2 separate regions of the Lactuca sativa genome follow, and region 1 is linked to region 2. The links are chromatin contacts, called in public Hi-C maps. All regions are on one chromosome and are shown on one strand. Each heading gives the region's core, a stretch centred on a gene start, on an enhancer-like site or on the middle of the called end of the contact. The rest is flanking DNA. Distances are from core to core; before and after follow the strand shown. Region 1 holds the start of LOC111896981 (pyruvate kinase, cytosolic isozyme). Region 2 holds the start of LOC111900691 (pumilio homolog 12).

Region 1 (4,171 bases), core at 1,007-3,506, 180 kb after region 2:
AACGAATATGGATCGAAATGAGCTCTTAACAGGTTAAAACCTATGTTCTTGCCTTGAAATCGTGTCATGGTGGGGTCTCCACCACGCTGTGGTGACCATTTGACTTCGGTCAATGGCTACCAACTTATGCCACAACGTCCTGGCGATCTGCTTACCGCGTTGTGGTACCTGGAGATCAGTAAAGTGCATTGTTGATTCCATTCCAGCTTTGGGGACAACTTTTCCCCCCAACTTATAACGTGCATAACATATTCGTTCTATACTTGTTTTCTATGATATATATATATATATATATATATATATATATATATATATATATATATATATATATATATATATATATATATATATATCTACGCAAAAGCGGGAACATAATCTACAACTCTGTTAAGTCTTTTCTCATTGAATTAATACATGTCTTAATATATTAAGTCACAAACTTGGCCTAAAAACCATAAAAATACTCATTTTTACCCATTTCGCTAAAATGCATCTTCTCATGCATTCTTTTTCTTGAACTTACTCATCTTACCTCTCATAAGTGACTTAAACTCGTCTTGGCCATTTTCATGAAGTCACAACTTTATAAACTTGCTAAATTCTCATTAATGACCATTTTGTCCTTTTGGTCAATATTTGACAAAAACCAAATCTCTTATTTTCATGTTCTTATAGTTTCACTCACGGTCGATATGACTCATTATTGTTCATTTATTAATAAGGATCTCATACAACTATTTTTACTTTTATATTTTGATGATATTATACTGAGCACTTCATCTTCTGATCATTTGAGAATTATCTCAACTATGCTGGGCACTCAGTTTTCCATGATAGCACTTAGGGAGCTTAACTACTTCTTTGGTACCACTTACATTCGAGATCATCACAAAATGTTTTTATCGCAAAGAAAGTATGCCTTGGAAAGTTTGAAGAGATCCAACATGCTTAACTTCAATCCTGATCGTACCATCATACCTATTGATACATGCACAAAACTCCATAGTTTTGGCCTACATATTGATGTTTTGTCTTTATGTCACAACCTTGTAGGTGTTCTTTAATATCAAACTTTTACTCAATCGAATATTGCCTATGCAGTTCATCAAGCTTGCCTTTACATGTACAAACCTCATGAGGCACATTTTAGATTACTATGGTGCTGACTAGGTAGGTTTTCCGACCAATTGTCGATCCACGCCCGTTTATTGTGTTTTTATTGGTTAAAGTTTATTGTCCATGTCACCAAATGCAAGGCATCATCTCTCGATCTAGTGCTGAAATTGAGAACCGAGACGTTGTCAACATCGTTGTTGAAACGTGTTGGATTTGTAACCCACTTATGCTATAATTGTGTGTTGTTATAATGTTAGTGTTGCTTATCTCTTCAAAAACGTGTTTCAACATCAACATAAAGAACACATTGAGATTGACTTACACTTTGTTCGAGTTAAAGTTGCATTAGGACAAATTTGAGTGCTTTATGAACCATCATAGTCCCAATATGTTGATATTTACTAAAGGGTTACCTTCACCTCTATTTCTTGACTTTTAGTGTAGTTCAAACATTCGGCAGGAGCCTTCCCTTCCAACTGGAGGGATGTTAGTATACGGATGTTAGCATACTGTTAGTATATTTCGGGCATCTGTGTTTGTTGTTATCATTGAGAAGTTGTTGGGTTTGGAAGTTTTGTTGTTGTGAAAATTGTATTTGTAAGTATTGCGGTATGTGTAGTATAGGAAAAAAGAAAGGTATGAAAAAAATTATAGTAAAATGGTAATATTTATAGAAAGAAAAATGGTTTTACTTAATTTTTTTTTCTAATTTTTAGCCATCGTCCTTGGAAACTCACCCATATTTTCTACTTGACCGTTGCATTCCATGGTATATAGTATATACCACAACGGACCACAAACGTTGCACAATGACACCCTTCGGGTGGTCTGCAAGACCATAGCTTGGACCTGGCCATGAGACCTCTTTGTGCCCCATATACCCCCCATGACCTAATTTCATTGCCATACATGAGTGTTCTATCAAATAATTAAAACATAAAATGCTACAAATATTAGGTTGTAGTAGCTAATGATTGACACTTTACGAATTAGGGCAAAAGCTCTTCTTAATTACAAAGACAAGAAGGGAACCAAAAAGGTAAAAGATTTCGGTTGGGTCGATCACATCGTGGCATGAATCATCAAGCATGTGCCATTATTCATGAATAAACTAACTCTAGATACCCACCATCGACCCCATGGCTTTCATTCACTTTCACATCACTTTCATTTCGTCAGTCTCCACAAAACTTCCTTTATCTCCCATCCAAAAATCAGAGCTTTTTCATCTCAAATTTCCATTTGAGAACAGATCAGTCAACTTGATTTAATCTGATACCGATTAGATCGTAGCAAACATGGACCAGATGAAGACCGATCAGAGTCTGCAAGAAATTGGCGTGAGGAGGCCGAGAACTAAGATCGTTTGCACTTTGGGACCCGCTTCTAGATCTGTTACTATGGTCGAGAAACTGTTGAAAGCTGGAATGAACGTAGCTCGATTCAACTTCTCACATGGATCTTATGAGTATCATCAGGAAACGCTTGATAATCTCCAAACTGCCATGGATAACACCGGTATTCTCTGTGCAGTTATGCTCGATACCAAAGTACGTAATCTCTATTCTCTACTAGATCTCCACTAATCGATCGATTGTTTGCAATCTGTTTTTTGCATCATCTACACAGCAATGTCTAATTCTTCTAAGTGTTTATACATCTGATACAGATTTAATTTTGACTTCGGTGGTAAAATTGACTACTTCTGAATTCTGATATTGATTCGATCACCATTTTGTGTTCATATTAAGTCTAATCTAGTCCCCAATTTTGTTGGGATGTTGACTTTTTCATTATCATTTGATGCTATGTTTCGTTAATTAGATCTAATTAGAGCTATAAGCTCGTCCTTGGTCATGGCTACGCGATTTGTTTTCCATTCAGCCATGGCATCGATTGATGTCTGAATCTAGCAAACTCTCTGTTTATTAAGAGAATTTGTCAGTTTGTGTTTCTTCTAATGGAAAGTATACACAATAATTGAAACAAATAATGGAAAGTATAGACAATAATTGAAATAAATAACTAATCTTTTAGATATTCATCTTTTTATTGCATAATTTAGTAAATTTAGAAAGATTTGTATATTTGGTACTTGAACTATGATAATTTTATATCAATCATTACACACTAGATCTAGTTGAGATGCAATCTGATAGATCTGAAAAGGAAATAATTCACATGTATGAATCTAATTATCATTAATTGATCTATAAATCATGTATCGACATATAACTAAAATAGGTTATTTACAAACGGGAAGAGAGTTTTTGCTTGGTTTTATGTCATTGAACTTGTTAAAATATAATATAAATCAATAATAATAATTTTAAATTTCAATTAAAAATTAACTAACAAATAGTTTAAAATCTTAATAATTAATTGAAGCCAATAGGAATCATTTAACTTATGTTATTTTAAAGTACTGTACAATTAAAATTATTATGTATTTTATCTATATAACTTTTAATTTAATTTTCAATCAATATAACAATTGATAAATGGCAATTAAAATTATTATGTATTTTATCTATATAACTTTTAATTTAATTTTCAATCGATATAACAATTGATAAATGGTGTACTGTATATAATGATTAAAAATATGTTGCTTATTAAACTAAAGTTATATAAAATGTGAAATGTTAATATGATAAAACCCATAAACTTTGTATAGTTGACTGAATTGGAATGACTTTACAAAAGTCGATTGTTCAATCATTAACAAAAGGAAAAAAAATATACATAGACAATAAACATAAAAAAAGAAAACATGCATACTTTTGAAAAATCCTCGTATGATCTAAAGGAGATTTTTTAAACATTTAACTTTTCAAAGATCCATCCACATGAACTTTTTGCAGAATGAACTTGTGCTATTAAAGTTCGAACATTGAGATGTTATGATCTATGAACACCCTTTTATGGACCACATACCTTACTTGAACAACTTTAAAATTTTTTCTAAATTCCATATGCTCATATTTTTATAATATTCTCAGGGTCCAGAGATTAGAACCGGTTTTTTAAAAGATGGAAAACCAATCCAACTAAA
Region 2 (4,072 bases), core at 138-2,637:
GAAGCTTATCGAATTCGTCAAACTCCAATTCGTGAACTCTTTCCGGCATTTTACAAGATAAATAAATAGTCCTTCGAGATCTAGTAAACAATAAAGATGGTAATCAGATAACATTTTATAGATTTCAAGAACGATATATATGGTTTGTATGATAAGATTTAGTATAATACGTTTTTTAAGACTTTATAAGAAGAGGAGGTAGTTAATGATGGATGATAACAACAATAATAATTCAAAATGTTAACATTTAAAAGGCAAAAGCAATCAATGTGATATGACATAAAGTTCCCTTTGGGTTAAGAGAAGGGGATTGTTGGTATGGGGGACCTACAGCTAGTACTTTAAAAGGGTCGTGCTATGACCTTAAAGAAAATGGGACTTGAAAAACTTAATTTCTTTGTCATCCAACCAAATAAACCTTAAACAATAAACATTTTAGTGTATGCAAAACCATAGTATAATCTTCCAAATCTTTTATAAACAATCTTAAGCTCATGATTCTAACATAGATGTATCATTTTCATTCTCCATTTTATGACTTACATCAAGTAAAATGACACATCATGATTTCATATATGTCAATCATCAAAAGAATGAAATGATTGTATAAATAATCAATCATTTCATTTGGTGATTGATATTCATGAATGTTAAGAGTGTAAGCATGTATTAACAGTGTACTTGTACTATTGTTCCTTTGGAGTCTCTACTTGCTAGATTTTAATAAAAATATTTAGAGGTACAAAAAAATAAACACATGAAATAATAGTAAAATGGGACCTACAAAACGAAATAAAGCATTAAATGACACTCACAAAACGAAAATACCAAACAAGATTTGACCTAATCCTTCACATAATAACATGCTTACGATGATACACTTCAGTGAAAAAATCCAAAATAAGGAATGAATGAATAAATAAAGCACATTGTCAAATTCACACAATAGAAAACAATTCAGATTGTATACAAGATCAACATCACAGATGGATCATTTCATCAGATGCATGAAAACCCAGAAAACCATAATCATAAAACACCGTCATAACCAACAAAAGATCAATCTTTATAAAGAAATTTCAATCATTTACAAGAAAGTTCATCAGAACATCCAAAACCCAGAACAGAAAACACAAATCTTTGATGAAATTGAGATTTGATTTCACGAAAAGAACACGTACCAGTGATGATCGACTGAGATCAAAAGGGGGAAAACAAAATGGGTCGTGAAATCTTGAAATTGTGGTGGTGAAATCGTGAAATGGGGATGGGAGTGTGGTGGTGAGATCAGGAGTAGAGGCGGCGTAATGATGGAGTAATATTCATAGGTGGTAGGAGTGAAGAGCAATGGGGGCCATGAAAAATAGCATTGCATATGATATGATGGGGTGATGGGTGAGGGGTTGTACGTAACATTTCACAAAAACAGAGCAAATGCAATTATACATGTCTACCCATCCCATGCACCCCTCTCACTTTTCCCTTTTTTTTTAACCTTGTTTAATTTGATTATAATTTTAAGAAATTAGTAAAATTATCAATAGATTGTCATATGTTTTGTTCTATATGTATCTCAATTAGAGGTCCCACATGGTTGGATCTAGTTAAATAACAAGTCAAGAAAATAATATTTTTACCTTTTTAGGCTAATCGTTGTTAATTGTTTATAGATAAAATTATGCCGATTGGTTTGTAAACATTTCATAACATAAAGTCATGTTTTGTAATAAATATGGTCCAACAAAAATCTTTTTTAAGGTTTTACATCATGAGTGTTATCAAATTTATATCAACTAATCAATCATAGCAAATAAATAAAAATTTAGACAAAGATCATTACAAGAGTATAAAAATTACATTCCAACTATCTTCCATGATGTTTCTGGCATGTTAACAATCATCTTCTAATCCTTTATACATGACATAATATAAAATACAATTACTTATTGTCTCGTAAGTTATATAAGTTTAGACACAAAAATACTTTCAATAGCTTTGCAAAACTATTTTCTTTACTTTTCAAAATCTTACACATAATTCTTTACCAATCATTCCAAAGGTTTTTTTTATTCTTTGCTATATTTTTAAATGTTTTTTCAAGCATTTTACTATACTTCTAAAAGCTTTTATGAGCTATATTATGTATTTTCCAAAAAATCTTTTCTGTATTTTTCAAAAGCTTTTACCAAAATTGTTTTATGTATTTTCTAAAATATTTTACAAAAACTTTTTTGTTAAAAGATTTTACTAAAACTCTTTTCTTTACATTCCAAAAAACTTTTACCATAACTCTTTACTTTACTTTAAAAATTATGTAAATAATATGTATGCAACATATATGCAATGCATGATCTAATTCTAGTGTTTTCCTGAGTTGCATATCACAAGAACAATTTGATAAGATGGACTTTTGAGAAAATGTTATTTATGATTTGTTAATATATTATAAGTTCTAATATATTAACATGAAATCATATTATTTAATTAGTATTGTCAAGTATTAATTTAGTGATCAAAAGAGACTAATTAAATGTAAGAGGATTGATTTGGTAAATCAATCATTCTTATGGTGTGAGCTTATGGTTATTTAGGATGGGCTAAACCAATATGGTAGTCCATGGAGGTTTTAACCCATGAATCCTAAGTAAGATGAAAAGTCATTCACATTTGGGTTTACATGGATGTAACCTTGATCCTAGCTACACTATATAAGAAGACCCTTAGCATCCAAAATGACACACTAGTGATCATTGGAGTTCCATGAGCTGATTTTGGTTGCAAGAATATTCTCTCAAAAGTCATCTTTTGTCCAAAGGTGTGTTGTGATTCCATTTGAGGTGCAACACTTGGGGCACTAAGTTCTTAAAGTCCAAATACAACAAGTTCTACAAGCTACATAAAGAGGTAAACTTCTAACTGGTATTTTATGTTGTTTGTGTCAATTGCATGCTAGTTGCAGACTTAATGCTTTGGAAACAATATTGCATGTATAATTAGAGAAAACATAGATCCAAAACATTTAGGTTGTATGTGCACCATAGGATGTTGTAGTATACTAAAACCCAGCAAAATGACGATACAAACGCTCGAGGACACGCTACGAGCCTGTATGATAGATTTCAGAGATGCTTGGGATGCTCACCTACCCTTGGTTGAGTTTTCCTATAATAACAACTACCACACTAGCGTAAAGGTTGCACCATTCGAAGCCCTTTATGGCAGAAAATTCTATACACTGATATGTTGGGCAGAAGTTGGTGATACGCAATTAACAAAAAAAAAATAACGGGAGACACTAATTTGCTACCAAGAACAGAGATCATACAAGAGACTACAGAAAAGAATATGCAGATCAGAGAGCGATTAAAAACCGCTTACAATTGCCAAAAGAAATACGATGACTTTCGAAGAAACCCCTTTGAATTCCAAGTTTGAGATAAGGCCATGATGAAAGTCTCTCCTTGGAAAGGAGTAATAAGATTCAGGAAACTGGGAAAACTCAATCCAAGGTACATAGGACCTTTCGAGATCCTATCTATAGTAGGTCCGGTAGCCTATCGACTCGCGTTGCCCAAAAACTCGGCAACATACATAACGTCTTTCATGTATCGAACCTTAAGAAATGCCTCTCCAATGATACGTTAATCGTCCCTTTGGATAATATCTAAATCAATATGAAACTCAATTTTGTCGAAGAACCATTTGAAGTCATGGACCGAGAAGTAAAAAGACTTAAACATAGTTGCATTCCCATAGTCAAAGTGTGATGGAACTCTAAGAGAGGACCAAAGTACATGTGGGAGCGCAAAGACCAAATGAATAGCAAGTACCCTCACTTGTACGAAAGCATCCCGACTACAAGCTAAATTTCGGGACAAAATTTCCTTTAATGGGGGGAGGATGTGATAACCAAGACAAAAGCGTCACCGACCGCCATTAGAAATCGACATAGACAATAAAGTGTAATAGGATAATAATGTAATATTCCGATATATTAATAAATATATTCGATTATGTCCTTACCAGACATGATTATTACGATGAACAGGCTCATAAATAATTGTGTGAAAAG

What was found. Hi-C and Micro-C count contacts between places; a contact is called where the count stands out from the background.
Region 1: a Hi-C map of bud shows a contact between it and region 2, with 7 times the contacts expected there. The contact joins the promoter of LOC111896981 here to the promoter of LOC111900691 in region 2. A contact is called at or near these places in 3 of 4 Hi-C or Micro-C datasets (bud, leaf and seed).

What each region holds. Positions count from the first base shown.
Region 1 is chr1:87,142,049-87,146,219 of Lsat_Salinas_v11, forward strand. It overlaps LOC111896981 (pyruvate kinase, cytosolic isozyme), which reads left to right and starts at 2,257. Exons shown (of 3, transcript XM_023892956.3): 1 at 2,257-2,666; 2 at 4,119-4,171. The coding sequence starts at 2,415.
Region 2 is chr1:86,963,385-86,967,456 of Lsat_Salinas_v11, forward strand. It overlaps LOC111900691 (pumilio homolog 12), which reads right to left and starts at 1,388. Exons shown (of 7, transcript XM_042898368.2): 1 at 1,182-1,388; 2 at 1-80. The coding sequence starts at 49.